Linked DNA regions of Mus musculus: region 1 is linked to region 2. The links are chromatin contacts, called in public promoter capture Hi-C maps. All regions are on one chromosome and are shown on one strand. Each heading gives the region's core, a stretch centred on a gene start, on an enhancer-like site or on the middle of the called end of the contact. The rest is flanking DNA. Distances are from core to core; before and after follow the strand shown. Region 1 holds the start of Hook2 (hook microtubule tethering protein 2). Region 2 holds the start of G430095P16Rik (RIKEN cDNA G430095P16 gene).

The links. Promoter capture Hi-C pulls out the DNA fragments that hold promoters and counts their contacts.
Region 1: a promoter capture Hi-C map of hematopoietic stem and progenitor cells shows a contact between it and region 2. The contact joins the promoter of Hook2 here to the promoter of G430095P16Rik in region 2. A contact is called at or near these places in 9 of 39 promoter capture datasets (the SN4741 cell line, cranial neural crest, embryonic stem cells and 5 more), 1 of 484 Hi-C or Micro-C datasets (the G1E-ER4 cell line), 4 of 115 datasets of contacts at active chromatin or transcription factors (bone marrow-derived macrophages, memory CD8 T cells, microglia and 1 more) and 3 of 9 other capture datasets (adipose tissue, liver and pancreatic islet).

What each region holds. Positions count from the first base shown.
Region 1 is chr8:84,987,596-84,994,594 of GRCm38.p6, forward strand. It overlaps Hook2 (hook microtubule tethering protein 2), which reads left to right and starts at 3,028. Exons shown (of 21, transcript NM_001372357.1): 1 at 3,028-3,157; 2 at 3,624-3,709; 3 at 3,782-3,854; 4 at 5,589-5,639; 5 at 5,729-5,861; 6 at 5,980-6,047; 7 at 6,393-6,455; 8 at 6,866-6,946. The coding sequence starts at 3,113.
Region 2 is chr8:84,720,143-84,726,500 of GRCm38.p6, forward strand. G430095P16Rik (RIKEN cDNA G430095P16 gene) reads left to right here and starts at 2,915. Exons shown (of 2, transcript NR_169084.1): 1 at 2,915-3,129; 2 at 6,247-6,358. Nfix (nuclear factor I/X) reads right to left here. Exons shown (of 11, transcript NM_001371053.1): 6 at 6,327-6,358; 7 at 3,586-3,708; 8 at 1,501-1,676.

The DNA.
Region 1 (6,999 bases), core at 1,778-4,277, 270 kb after region 2:
GGTGCAAATATGTCATATCTCCTGGTACTGAAGCTATGGATGGTTGTGAGCCACCATGTGGATCCTGGGAATCCAATTGGGTCCTCTGCAAGAGCAACAAGTGACCTCATCCGCTGAACAACCACTCCAGCCCCTACACTCGTCTTCTAAGATTATGTATTATGCAGATTGATGCCTTGAACTTCCTGACAGCCATCAAATCACACACATACACTCAGCTGAACAAACTCCAGGATCCCAAGACACAAGTGGAGGCTAACCCAATCATAGACCCACCACCTCGCACCTACGCAGATAGGATCACATTTCCCTTGGACTTAGATACTCAGTGTTGAGAGGTGGGAACAGGATAGGAGCTCCAGCAGAACTGCAGTAACCAGGTACGGGAAGATTATCAGAGTCCCCAAGCCAATGGAACATGGAATTCACAGAGAATTTTGCATACTAATGGGGGTGGGTGGGTACTGGCCTCTGGTGTGGAACCCAGGGTCCCCATCCCAGCTGTGATGACTGGATCAACATCCAGATGTGCAGGCTGAAGGGGATGGGCTGGGGTCCAGCTGTGGCCTTAGGGAGGGGTTGAGTCACTCACTTCCCAGCAGTACAACTCAGGCTGGGTCCAGCTGTTCCTGGAAACATGTTCGAGGTGGGGTCCCCAAACCAGCTAGAGGCTTCCAAACTTGCAGAGCAGGGATTCTAGGTTCCTATAAATGGGGGCCTTCGGATCTCTGCAAACTTGGAGGTTCCCTACACCTAAAATGGGTTGGCATCCTTCTAAATGCAAGGTCCCTCTCAAAGGAAGGATTTGTGGCTCTTTTTGCAGAATTAAATGCACTTATATCCAGAGCATTGCTCCTTGGTTGTAAAAAGAGATTGCCTTGTTGCCAACACCAAAGCTTTCTTTTCTTCCCCCTAAAAGATGGGACTCTTGCTGACCCTGTGGAAGATTATAACTTCTTCCCCATCAGAGAGTGAAGTATCTTCACTATTTGTTTCCTTATGTGTTTATTTATTTTGAAATAGGGTCTCTCTAATGTGGTCCTTGCTATCATGAAACTCAATATGTAGGCCAAGCTGGCCTCAGGCTCATGGCAGGCCACCCGCCTCTGCCTCTGGAGTGCTGCTATTAAAGGCAGGAGCACCGTCATACTCAGCTCCTAAGCTTCATTTAAATCTTTTTGTTTTGGGTTTTTGGTTTTTTTGTTTGTTTGTTTGTTTTTTTTTGAGACAGGGTCTGTGTGTAGCCCTGGATGTCCTGGAATTCTCTCTGTAGATCAGGCTGGCCTCAAACTCAGAGATCTGCCTGCCTCTGCCTCCCAGTTTCATTTAAATCTTGACTTCTTGAACATCTGGACACCTGTGATATCACACCAACGCTGGGACACCTTAAGTCACTTCCCAGACCTGGATTCTCAGATTTCTCCTAAACTTCAAAATCCCTGCAATGCAACCTTCACCCTAAATTTTTGTGTCCCAGAATGTCACACATTCTTTTAACAATCATGGTTCCTGGTAACAGTGTGTTTGTGTGTAGGACAGCACAGCTTTGTTTCCACTGTGGGGCATCAACTCTGGTGGATGTGGGATGGGGGAGCCAGTTGGCAGGCCCCATGCCCAGTCCAGTCTGGAAGCACACTCCCTTCTATACCTTTCCACAGGGTCTCAGGGACTGGAATCAGGAAAACAAGGCGTGAGGGTCTGTGGAAGTGTGAATCAGCCTCCAAGGCTCTCTGGTGTGTGCAGCTGAGAGTTTGAGTGGGTTGCAACCGAGTGTCTGTAGTAGATTAACAACTCTAGTAAGATAGAGGGCGGGTGGCTGATGTCGCTGGGCTCACCCAACCAGGACAGGGTCGCTGGACTGGATCCCGGCTCATTGCCTGGATGGAAGCAGAACATTATCCCCCTCCGAACTGAACCCGCCCCAAAGCAGAGCCGGCTCCACTCCTCCCTCTGGGCACATTTAATAGCCTCTAATTACAGCACATTACCCCACCCGCCAGAGAGGGGAGGGGCTACTAGTGGACCCAGGGGTCAAAGGGCGTGGTCTGGGCTTTACCCCTGGCGTCAAAGCCCGTGTACTTTGTAGCCGCTGTTTACTCATTTGCAAAGCGGCGGATTAAAAAAAAATTAAATAAAAAAATTAAATAATACAGTTTCTAAAATTAAGAAACAAAACCTGGGAATTAAAGTAGCCCTTGTCTCCTAGGGTCGTGGAAAACATTCAATTGTCTGTAGATATATAGCTTATTGTAAAGTCTGAAAACAGTAAGCACTCCACAAATGATGTCTTGAGACTTTATTGTCAAAAAATTCTAAGCTCTCTGCGCTCCCCTAAACCGGCTCAACCGGTGGACGCACCCTTTTCCCAGAAGGATGCGTTCCTACGTTCTGCGCGCCCCCTGGTGGGCTTCAGATCACCCGCAGCTTTGGCCAGGTCGAGTGTTTTTTAGGGCAGGAAGGTGCTCAAAGCACCCGGGGCCGGGAAGGAGCAGAGTAGCTCGCAGGAAAGAGACCCCGGGCTGGGCAAGTGCTATGTCCTTTACTCAGGACATACTTGACCCTTCCTGCTCCCAACCATACCCGAGTTTTCAGAAGGACTCCAGCCAGAATCACTTCTCTGGGGAAGACGCTTTTAAGATCCTCTCACTCCACGACTACAGGATTTATAATTATTCTCTGCGCCCACATTAAGAAAGGCTCAGATCATAACGCGGCTAAACCGGAGGATTTCTTTCAGCTTTGGGGGGGAACCATTAAAGTGCCTGTGAAACTGGGTGCGGTAGATCCGCCTTAAAAGGATCTTGAGGACCACTCCACTACATAAAGAGAAGCCGCGAGGAGTGGAGGTCACCAGCAGCAGGACTGAGCCAGACTGACACCTAGCGGCAGAATGTGCACTTGCCTATGTCCCGCATCTAAGATGGCGAGGCAAGTGTTTGCAATGGGAGATCACGTGTCTGGGGCGGAGCCTATGGCTAGGGGGCGGGGTGGAGCGGGGCGGCGCTCTAGGCCGAGCGGGAGGTCTGGGCTTCGGGCGCTCGCTGGTGGCGGACCCGGAGGCTGCTGCTGCGTGCCGGGGCTCCTTGGCCCGGATCGAATTCGATCCGGAGCCATGAGTGTGGACAAGGCCGAGCTATGCGGGTCTCTGCTCACCTGGGTAGGTCGGGGGGCGGGGCTGGGTCAGGTGTGCGCCCTCTCCTCTCGTCCTGTCTTGGTCTTCTTTCCTCGGTTTTGGACCTGGAAGGAGGAATAGATCGTAGGCTTGCTGGGCCGTTGGACTCTGACCTGACCACCTGCGTCTGTCACGTGGGCAGGCCTGAGCGAAAAGACCAGGTGAGGCCACGCCCCTCTGGAGGGCACAGGCCTGGTCACATGTTAGCAGTGGGGACCAGGTGACTGGTGGTAACGCCCTGACCTAGGTTTGCAGGGTTTGCCAGGATAGGTAAAATGAAGCCACGCCCCGTCCTTGCCTAGGCGTGTAGAAGTCACGCCCCCGAAGATGTGATATGTTGGTGCTACAGGCTAATGCCTTTCTAACCCCGTGAAATGTCTGATGGCTGGGGAAAAAGTCTGCAATTCCAGGTCCTCAATTTTCCTGTTGCCCTTCCGTCTTCCCCCTTTAGTTGCAGACGTTCCAAGTTTCACCCCCCTGTGCCAGTCCCCAGGACCTGAGCAGCGGACTCGCCATAGCCCATGTGCTGAATCAGATGTGAGTGTGGCGGCTGAGTGGGAGGATCCTGAAGGGCTCCCCAGCCTGCTCATCCCATCTTTCTGCCCCTAGAGACCCTTCCTGGTTCAACAACGAATGGCTCCAGGGCATCTCAGAGGACTCAAGCCCCAGCTGGAGGTTGAAGGTGACAGGTGGACTCATGACTAGGGAATAACTAGAGGACTTAAGGAGGTGAAGGCAAAGGGAAAGCTAGATACATGTCCTGTGCGATGGACAGGCAGTCTTGTCAGGAAGAGAGCCAGATGTCTGGTGATCAGCAAGCTATTTTTGTTTATATTGAGCACCCACAATAGGACAAAAAAACTTGCCACCATTCTTATGATGTGGGCAAAAGCACACACACAACACATGTTAACTTCCAAGAGGTGTGCTGGCAAATGCTTGTAATCCCAGCTATGGTGGTGTGTTAATACAGGAGGGTGGTAAACCATCCATCATCCCGTCTCAAAACCTTTAAAAGGCCAGGGATATAGTTGGCAAAAGAGAATTTGCTCACCCTACACAAGGTCCTGAGTTCAATCCCAAGTAGCAGGGTATGCTGGGTGGGGGGTGGGAGGGGGGATGGGCAGGGGTAGCCAGACCATGTGGCACACATGGAGTCCCAGTACTTAGCAAGCCAGAGGATCAGGACATCAAGGTTATCTTGGGTGGCTACACAGTAAGTTAGAACTCATTCTGAGCCACATGACACACTGCTTCAAGAAACAAAACTGGGCTGGAAGAATGGCTTGGTGGTTAAAAATGGATACTGTTCTTCCAGAGGAACTTACTGCTTCTCCAGAGAGGACGCACAGACATCAAACAGCTCTCAACCACCTGCAACTGCTCTAGGGGATGTGACACTTGTAGCCTCTGCAGGCATCCTCATATTCTCTTTCTTTCTCTGTCTGTCTCTCTCTCACACACACATACACACATACTTTCACACACACACTCTCTCTCACACACACACACACACACATACACACATACACACATGGTTAAAAGATAAAATAAATCTTAAAAAAACAAGAAAACAAATTCATATAAACCTATGAAGACAGTAAAAGGAGGGTCATGATAGCGATGGGAGGTGGGTAGGTGCTTATTTTGTTTTTTTTTTGGGGGGGGTTGTTTTGTTTTTGTTTTGTTTTGAAACAGAGTTTTTTTGTGTAGTCCTGGCTGTTTTAGATCTTGCTGTGTAGACCAGGTTTGGCCTCAAATTCAGAAATCTACCTGCCTCTGTCTCCCAGGTGCTGGGATTAAAGGCAGGTGCCACCATTCCTAGCAGGGACTCTATTTTAAGTACTGTGGAATGGTCTTAGCAAAGGAAAAACACAGCCTGGCTAAGCCGTTTCGAAGCTGCCCTTGGCTACCTGGGAAGAGATGCAGCACAGGTAGCAAGAGTAGGAAATGAAAGGTTGGGAATGGGGCTCAGCAGACCACAGCTGGTCCAGACTCCAGCACTTAAGGGCTGGACGCAGAATAGGAGAATAGTAAGGCGCCAGGGAGTGGCTCAGTGGAAAAGTCCTTGTCTACCATACCTAAGACCCTGGATTTGATCAGCAGAACTTCTACCCCATCCAACAAAGGTGGGAGATGAGAAACAGTGGGTACAGTCATCCAAGTGAGAGATAGTAGCAGTTGGGCCAGAGAGTGAAAGCCATTGCATTCTGGAACTTGTGAATTAAGAAGGTCAGGTAGACACTATAGACCATGCAGTTTAGCTCTAGAGGAGAAGGATATTTAGAACAGGGCCAGACAACAAGGTGGGATAATCAGGGAATGAAAATTGAGGGACGGGGAGGAAGTGAGGATAGGTTGGGGGGGGGGAGTTGCTGTAGACTTGCATGCATAGATAACTCCTTGGCGTCACCAGGTCAGGAAACTGGAGAAGATCTTACAGAGCTTGGTGGAATACTCGAAGAATGTGAGTAACTGCAAAGGAATTTAGGGGCTGGGTTGGGAGTCAGGGTTCAGTCTGTGAGCCCTGAAAGCTCCCTCTCTCGGTGTTCTCAGGTTCTGGGGCACCCTGTGTCAGATCAGCATCTCCCAGATGTGAGCCTCATTGGCGAGTTCTCAAATCCTGCAGAACTTGGCAAACTGCTTCAGTTGGTACTGGGCTGTGCTATCAGTTGTGAGAAAAAACAGGGTATGAAGAGGGGTAGAGGGGAGGAAACTGAGAGCACCCAGAGGATACCCTGAGGAAATGTTCTTTCCTCTCCAAGCCATCCCTGGTCTCAGCCTCTCGCCTTCACCTTCATCCCCAGAGTATATCCAAAGAATTATGACCCTGGAGGAGTCTGTTCAACATGTAGTGATGGAAGCCATCCAGGAGGTGGGTGCAGGCATCCCCTATAGAAATCCAGAAGGGTCGGGGGAGGGGACATTTATTTCTAGGGTAGAAGCAAGTGAGCACAGACCTGGCTTTGCATGGTAAGGTTAGGCCTCGGCCTGGAAGTCAGCAGGCCAGGTCTTATATATGTCAGCTCTCAGTCAGAATCCAGCAGCCTCAAAAGTTGTGGTCTTTTTCTACACTGGAAGGAGCCTCTGGGCAGGAGTTATCTGGCAAAAACTAGCCTTGGGGAAGAGGAAGAGGAGGGAAGAGTTTCCTAGGCTGAATTGTAGAAACCTTGAAGGTTGTATCAGAGAGCCTAGCTTACCATAATGCCCCCTTCCACAGCTCATGACCAAAGACACTCCTGATTCCCTGTCACCAGAGAATTACGGGAATTTTGATACACAGGTAATGATCACAAAACTTGGTAAAAGATTCAACCCCACCACTGGTTCTCTGGGCTGCTGAGGCGGAAAGGCTTGTCCTTAGGTAGTCCAGACAGCAGGGGTGAACTTTTGATTCTCCTGGGACTGCCTGGCTTGTAGCTGAGATTACAGCTGAACACCTGATAAGGGGGCTTGTTATCCTTGAGCTTTTAATCAACCCTCCCAGTCTCTTGGTGTCTTAGCCTCTTCCCTTGCCACATCCCAATGGTTAGAAAATTATTCTTCTTCCATATTCTTAGGACCCCAGCCCAGTCTTAAATCCTGGGGCTCCCTAACCCCTCCCCAGCATCCCTAGACATCACAACTTTCCCACTCCCTTCTGACTGGATCCCCAAGTCCTTCATCTTCTATTCCCCCCTTTACCCTTCTCAGTCCCGCAGGTACTATTTCCTGAGTGAGGAGGTGGAGGAGGGTGATCATCTTCAGCAACATTACCTGGATCTGGAGCGCCAGGTGGGTGGGGCCGCTTGCGTAAATCCTATCTGTGTAAGACCTGGTTTGTGCTT
Region 2 (6,358 bases), core at 1,665-4,164:
AGTGTTCCATGTTATACATGCCAGGTCACAGGAGAGGCTCAGAGCCCAGCCCTCAGGAGGCAGGAGCCAAAATCATTCTTTCTTCAAGGTCCTGTGGTTAGAGGCTCTTTGCATTGACCTAAAGGTCCTAGGTCCTACTTCTCTGGACTCTGAGCCTGGCTGCCTCTGCAAGTTAGGCAGCATCCCTCCGGAGCCTGCTCTATCACTGAAGTGTCAACCAGGGGCCAGTTCTACCCCCCTACCCCTCTAAGATGGGCAGTTTTTATCCAGAGAGGCAGGAAGGCCGACAATGTGCTGAGCTGTAGAGTCAGCAAGAGAAACTGTTGTGGGAAAGAAGAGGACAGCAGAAGGGTGGGGACAGGGGAGCAAGCCAGAGGAGGCAGGGCCAGTCCCAGAATGGACAGAGAGCCAGGATGCAGACCCTAGCCCAGCCAGAACTACCCCAGAACCAGAAAACACCCATTCTTCCAGGAGCACATCGAGGCAGCCTGGCTGGACAACAGAGGGCCACTGCTCTCCCCCCCGGACTGCCTCTGGTGTGGACTTCCAGAATGCCTCTCCCAACTTGTTTCCCAAGCCCCTCGAGCATCTTCCTGCTGACATCTGGACCAGCTGAGAGAGGAGCTGGGGAGTTTGCATGCTGCGGGACTGTAGAACTCCACAGAAGTCTGAACCATCACGTCTCATCTCAAGTGACCCCTAGAGACTGAACATGTCCTGCCAGCATCTCTGGCCCAGGATCTTCCTGGATAATCCCTTTGCTGAACACCTTGAGTTTGGACCAGGCCCTGGAGCTGGCTAACAGAGAAGGGATCCACACAGAGCCTCGCTGTCGCACAGAATTATGGATCAGAAGGACTTTCTACATCATGACAGTGTGGAAGCCCTTTGTTAAGAGTCCTGACATAGGAGTCTATCTTTACCTTCTCGTGAGGCCTACTGAAAGCCAGAGACAGCTCTGATGGCCATAACTGGGGGGGGGGGGAGGAGGCACTCCTGGCATCTGTCAGGTGGGGGCCCAGGATGCCTCCCACAGAGTCCAGGGCAGCCTCACACTAGGAAGAATTTACAGTCCAAACATCAACAGTGATGAGCCAGTCAAATTCAGTCCAGAATCTGTCAAATTCTTGACCCTCTAAATTTTAGGAAGAGGTGGTGGTCCAAGGCCTAGACTGGACAAATTATAGGCTCATTCCTGCTGGGAACCACAGGTCAACAGGAAGGGCAAGAAGCCCCAAAGGGAGGGTTGGACAGCTGCCCCAACTCTCCAACCCTAACCAACAGGCCCTAGCACAATCCTCAGACCTTGGCCCCAAGTCCAGTAAAACTGACCACAAGGTAGATTCTATGGGCTCTCTGCTGCTTCAACTCCATGTATGTTCCAGATTCTTGGCCCTATCCTTGTGAGCCCTTAGACGGACAGATGGACAGACAGACAGAGAGACAGACACACAGACAAAGAGATGAGGCTACAGGGCCTCCTGCGCCCTCTGGACTCACCTGTCCGGTGGCCTGACCCGAGCCGTCAGAGCACACAAACTGCACAAACTCCTTCAGCGAGTCCTGCCCATGGTGGTGGTGGTAGCGGATGGTTGGGTGTGTGAAATACGGGCTCGACTGCTGGATGATGGACGTGGAAGGGAAGTGCAGCGCTGATGCCGTGGCCCGGGGGCTCCCTGTGTGCACACAGGCAGGGGAGAGAAAGGGTGTGAGAACAGCCACGTGGAAAAGCAAGACACAACGGCTGGCAAAAGGGCTGAGGGTCCTGAGGAAGAGGCAGGATGGGGCAGAAGCACTGTGTCAGGCACAAAACGCCTCAGTCATCTAAGTTAAAAAAAAAATCAATGCAATAAAATAAAATAAACTGGCAGGCTAGTACCTGAGGGCCAGCTGCTTGCTTTTATAAATACTGTTTGCCGGGAGCTGGCGTGGGGGTTAGCTGAGGCAGGTGAACAGCCAGCTACCAGCGCAGGGTTGGGTTGGCCTATTTAAAATTGTTAGGATGTTGCTTTTCTGGTTGGTTTGTTGCTATCTTGTAGCCGGGGCTGAACTTGATGACCTTAAATTCTGGACCCTCGCAGGCACGTGCTGGGCACTTTCTTGTTGTTTGTTTTCGGATGGTTGATTTTCTTTTGTCTTTGCAGTACTGGGGTGTGCTTTCTGCCACCACGCCTCAGTCCCAGCAAACTGTTACAATGTTACTTGCTTCTCATAAGGTTTTGCTCTTGTTTGGTTTTTGAGACAGTCATAGGGCCTCCAATTCTTGATCCTCCTGCCTCAGCCTCCTGTGTGCTGGGATTTCAGGTGTTAGACTCACCCTATGCTTTGCAACTGTTTTTACTGTTTAGAAACAACACACTAATATGTTACTTATTGCCGGTTGAGTTTTTTTAGTATCCTTGACATTTTCCTTCTTTTACCCTTGGCAAACACCTCACTTGCCCCGTCCTAGGTGTGAGCCTGCCTGAAAGGACCGACACCAGATTACCACAGCCCCGTGGTCTCTGGACAAGCAGACCCTGCCTGTGCAGGATCGGCACCCGGCACACACACAACTCCAAATGTGTAAGTGGATGCTTAGGCCCCCCTCATGTGTTGGCCCTGCCGCTGTGAACTCACAGTTCCTACCCCTGTACAGGCCTCAGCTCTTCCTCAAGTTCTCCCCCTTCCTGTCTGTTTCCAATCAGCTCACTCTTGCTCTCAGTTTCATTAGGGGGCTGAGGAAACTTGGCTTCTCTCTGGAGTTCATAAAAATGGAGCGCAGCAGGGTGGAGCCTGCCTCCCTCCTGCCGCCTGCACAAGGCCTGGGCTCCCTGCCCCCACCTTGTGGCCACCACACCCTGCCCCAGTGCTGGCTGCCTCTGGGCTCTAAGCCAGGAGGCCCCAAGGAGGAAGCCGGGAGGTAAACCTCCCTGTCGCGTCCTACAGAAGAGAAGAGAGGCATGGCAGATACAGGGCCATGTGCAAACAAAAGCCAGGCCTTTGCTGCCAGATGGGTGCTGAGGCGGAAGCAGCACGTGCAGGAGGGCCAGGTTCCCGGGTATCCTGCCTGGCCCCACCCTCAGGAAGATCCAGCATCTTCTCAGGGCCTGAAGATGCCCTCAGAGCAGCAAGACAGTCCTTTTCATGGTGAGCCTTGTCCTTCTGGCCCAGCCCTTCACTTCTGGGAAAAGCAGGGAGGCCCAGATTTGGTGCCGGTTTGCTCTAGGACAGACACCAGGAACCTGGACTGCTGAGCAGTACTCTTTCTAATCCACAGGAGAGCAACTTGGCTCAACTACTTGCTGGTGGGGGAGGGGGAGGCTGCATGCAGCTCCCAGTGAGCATGTGCAGACCATGCACCCAACACAGACTTAACACAGCCAGAGTTAGCATGTGGGAGGGATTCTAGGAACCGAGTGGGCAGCCTGGTTCTCAGAGTTACACTGCCCATCCCATGCCACCCCACTGCTGTGCCACGACCCACTTGGGGAGCCCAGATCTATAACTTAGATTGATCCCTGGCCCCCTGTTGCTCCTGGCCAGCTGCCCCTTGCTGTGGCTGCCTCCCGCAGTGTCCCCTTAAGCCCCGCCCCCATCTCTCACCTGGTCTGACTCCAGCAAGCACAGGCAGCGGGTGGTGGGTGAAAGCCATGCGTGGGGAACTGCCCTGAGAGGAGAGGGCGCTGCAGAAGTCCAGCTTTCCTGACTTCTTTAGAGAAGCAGGGCCTGGGGGGAGGAAGCAGCAACACGCAGGTTTAGCTGGCTGGGGTAGGAAGCCAGCTAAGCAGCCCGCTCCTTCTCTTCTCAGCACCCAGCAGCCCTTCCTCCACCTCGGGCCCTGCTCTGCTCCTCCTGGGGCCTGACCTCAGGGGTGCAATCTGGCTACAGTTGCTTCTGCAGAGAGGAAAATGAGGCCCCTGGTAACATGTGGGAGGATATGCTGGGCAAGGGTGGCTGGCAGAGGAAAGCATCCTGCTCCTGACGGTCGATAAAGGAATTAAAATGGGTACAAGGCTGGCATCTAGGAAGGGATGCACGAGGAGCCCACAGATGCCTGCTGGAGAGCCATGAAAGGAGCCAGAGCGCCAAGGGTGGGACGCACAGGCTGGGGGCTGTGACAAGACACCCTGGCCTGAAGAAACCAGCACTCTCTTTCTGGAGAAAAGGAAAAGGGAAAGCATGGTTAGAAGCCCTCCAAAGCAGCAAAAGGAGAACAAAGGCAGGAGCCAGAGCTGGGAGCACCCTGGGAACAACTAGAGGCAAGGACTGCCCTGGCCATAGGGCTCAGAGAGTGGGGCTCTTCTCTGCCCTGTTGCCAAAGGCAAGGGCGGTATTAGCCAGAGACGGGTACAAAAAGACCCCCATCTGGGCTTTGCCTTTGACAGTCAAGAGATTGCAAGCCAACACCATCTCTGTCCAGTATGCACAGTTCCAGGTGACAGGCTGTCAAACAGCTCCCAGGAGCACACTCTTTCGGTATCTCTTATCCTGGACTTAGCTTCAAGGCCATGCCCAGACTGACCAGGCAAAGGTGGAGGTGAGGCAGACTTTGAGCTTCGATCTTTGAGGGATAAATCTATTTGTTTTTGATGGGAAAGGGGGCTGCAGAACAGAAACTCAGAGTTTCAACCACAGAGAGAATTGGGGGGAGGGGGGAGGGCGAGCTCCCAGCGACCAGCAGAGGTGTTATCTGGCGGCAGCTGTGTACCACCTGATAGCTGGCATGATGAGGAGGGGGGAGTGCCCCACCAGCTGTGCACAGCTGTCCCTGCTGCTGCACAGTGCCTACCCAGCTGTTCCCATCCTGCAGCTGGGCTGCTTAATTGGCGATTTGTCGCAGCCCAGGGAAACGACGACAAGTTGGGGTATAAGGGATTCTGGGGGCGCAGTGCATGGCAGAACTACCAGAAGCAGCAGAAATGGGCAGGCGGTAGAGCAGACAGAGGGCAGACTGCAGAAGCCTGGCAAGGGGGCTCTTGGGAACATGGAGTCACAGGCAGTCAGCGGGTCCTCAAGGTACCCTAGCAGCAGTCCTTGCAGATGTCACCTGCCCAAGGGCGAGTCTGGCTGGGACCTGGCACACAGCAATCTTCAAACTTCTCAGCTCCCTCTCTACCCACCTCCAGAGATTCCCCTAGGGGTGTGTGTAGGTCACACTGGCCCAGACCCTGTCTGCCACAGGGAGATCCTGTGAGGGACCTCCAGGTCATGCTGGGGGTGCCTTTCCACAGAGCAGTCCCCATTGGTGCTCGAGAGGGTGGCAAGTCCACTCCCTCTGCCTAAGACCAGGAGGTCAGCTTTGCTTGTCGTTGCACGGGAAGCAGAGCCAAAGCCAGAGGCTGCACCAGCTCTCTCAGCCCGTTCTCTACCAGACACCTGGTTCAAACCATGAAGGCCGGTCCCCAGCCCTATCCAGAGTGTCCCCAGCTCCATCTACACTGGGCAAGTTCTGTATCCACTGTACGTACGATGGCAGGTCTGCACTTTCAGGTCCCAATGCCTCAAGGACATTCACAGCTTTTGGTGTGTATAAATCTGTCCCTCTGGGCTTCTAGGCTGCCTATCTGACCAGCCTGTCCTGGAGCAGCCCTTGGCTGGACTCAGCAGGAAGCCAGCTCAGTGAGGACTGGGAAGGTCTAGGCTGCTTCCTCTGGGCTCGACAGAATCTCTGTTCTTTGCTAGTTTCCCAAGACAGTTCTGCTCTTCCACACCCTCAGTTCTAAGCTTCTCTGTAAAGCTGGGCCCCAGGGCTAGGGTTAGTCTACTTCAAATCTGTCTCCCCGAGGGAGGGCACCCGGCAATGTCTAAGGACATTTATAGTCATCCAATAGGCTGGCCGGATGCACCCTGTAATCCCAGCACTTGGGAGGCTGAGGTAAGGGCATTTAGAGCGTGAGGCCAGCCTAGCTGTTACATAGCTAGGCCCTGTTGCAAAACAAAAACAACCGACTAAAGAAGGGGTAGATGTTTGCTACTGGCATCTAGTGGTGGAGCCAGGAATGCTACTGAGTACCTTCCAAAACAAAGGCTGCCCTTGCCTCAGGAAGCCAAGTGGCCTCACACACAACCCTGGGCCCAACTGGGGGAAATGATTTAATCCAGGGAACCACAAGGCTAGGCAGGTCTCTAGAGGCAAGGGATCTATGAAGAAGAGGCCATGCCCTCAATAAATGGTACTATAGGCTTGGTAGCCGTCTGCTCTACCCACAATGCCGATAGGTCAGCTAGCAACTCTGAGCTCCTCATCCCGCTCCTTGCCATCAGCCCGAGAGCCTGAAAGTGCCATCCAACAAACGAGGCCACCGGAAGCAGGGGCTGTCACACCACCACTGCCATGCCCATACCTGCATCCACGTCATTGGGCCATCCGCTAGAC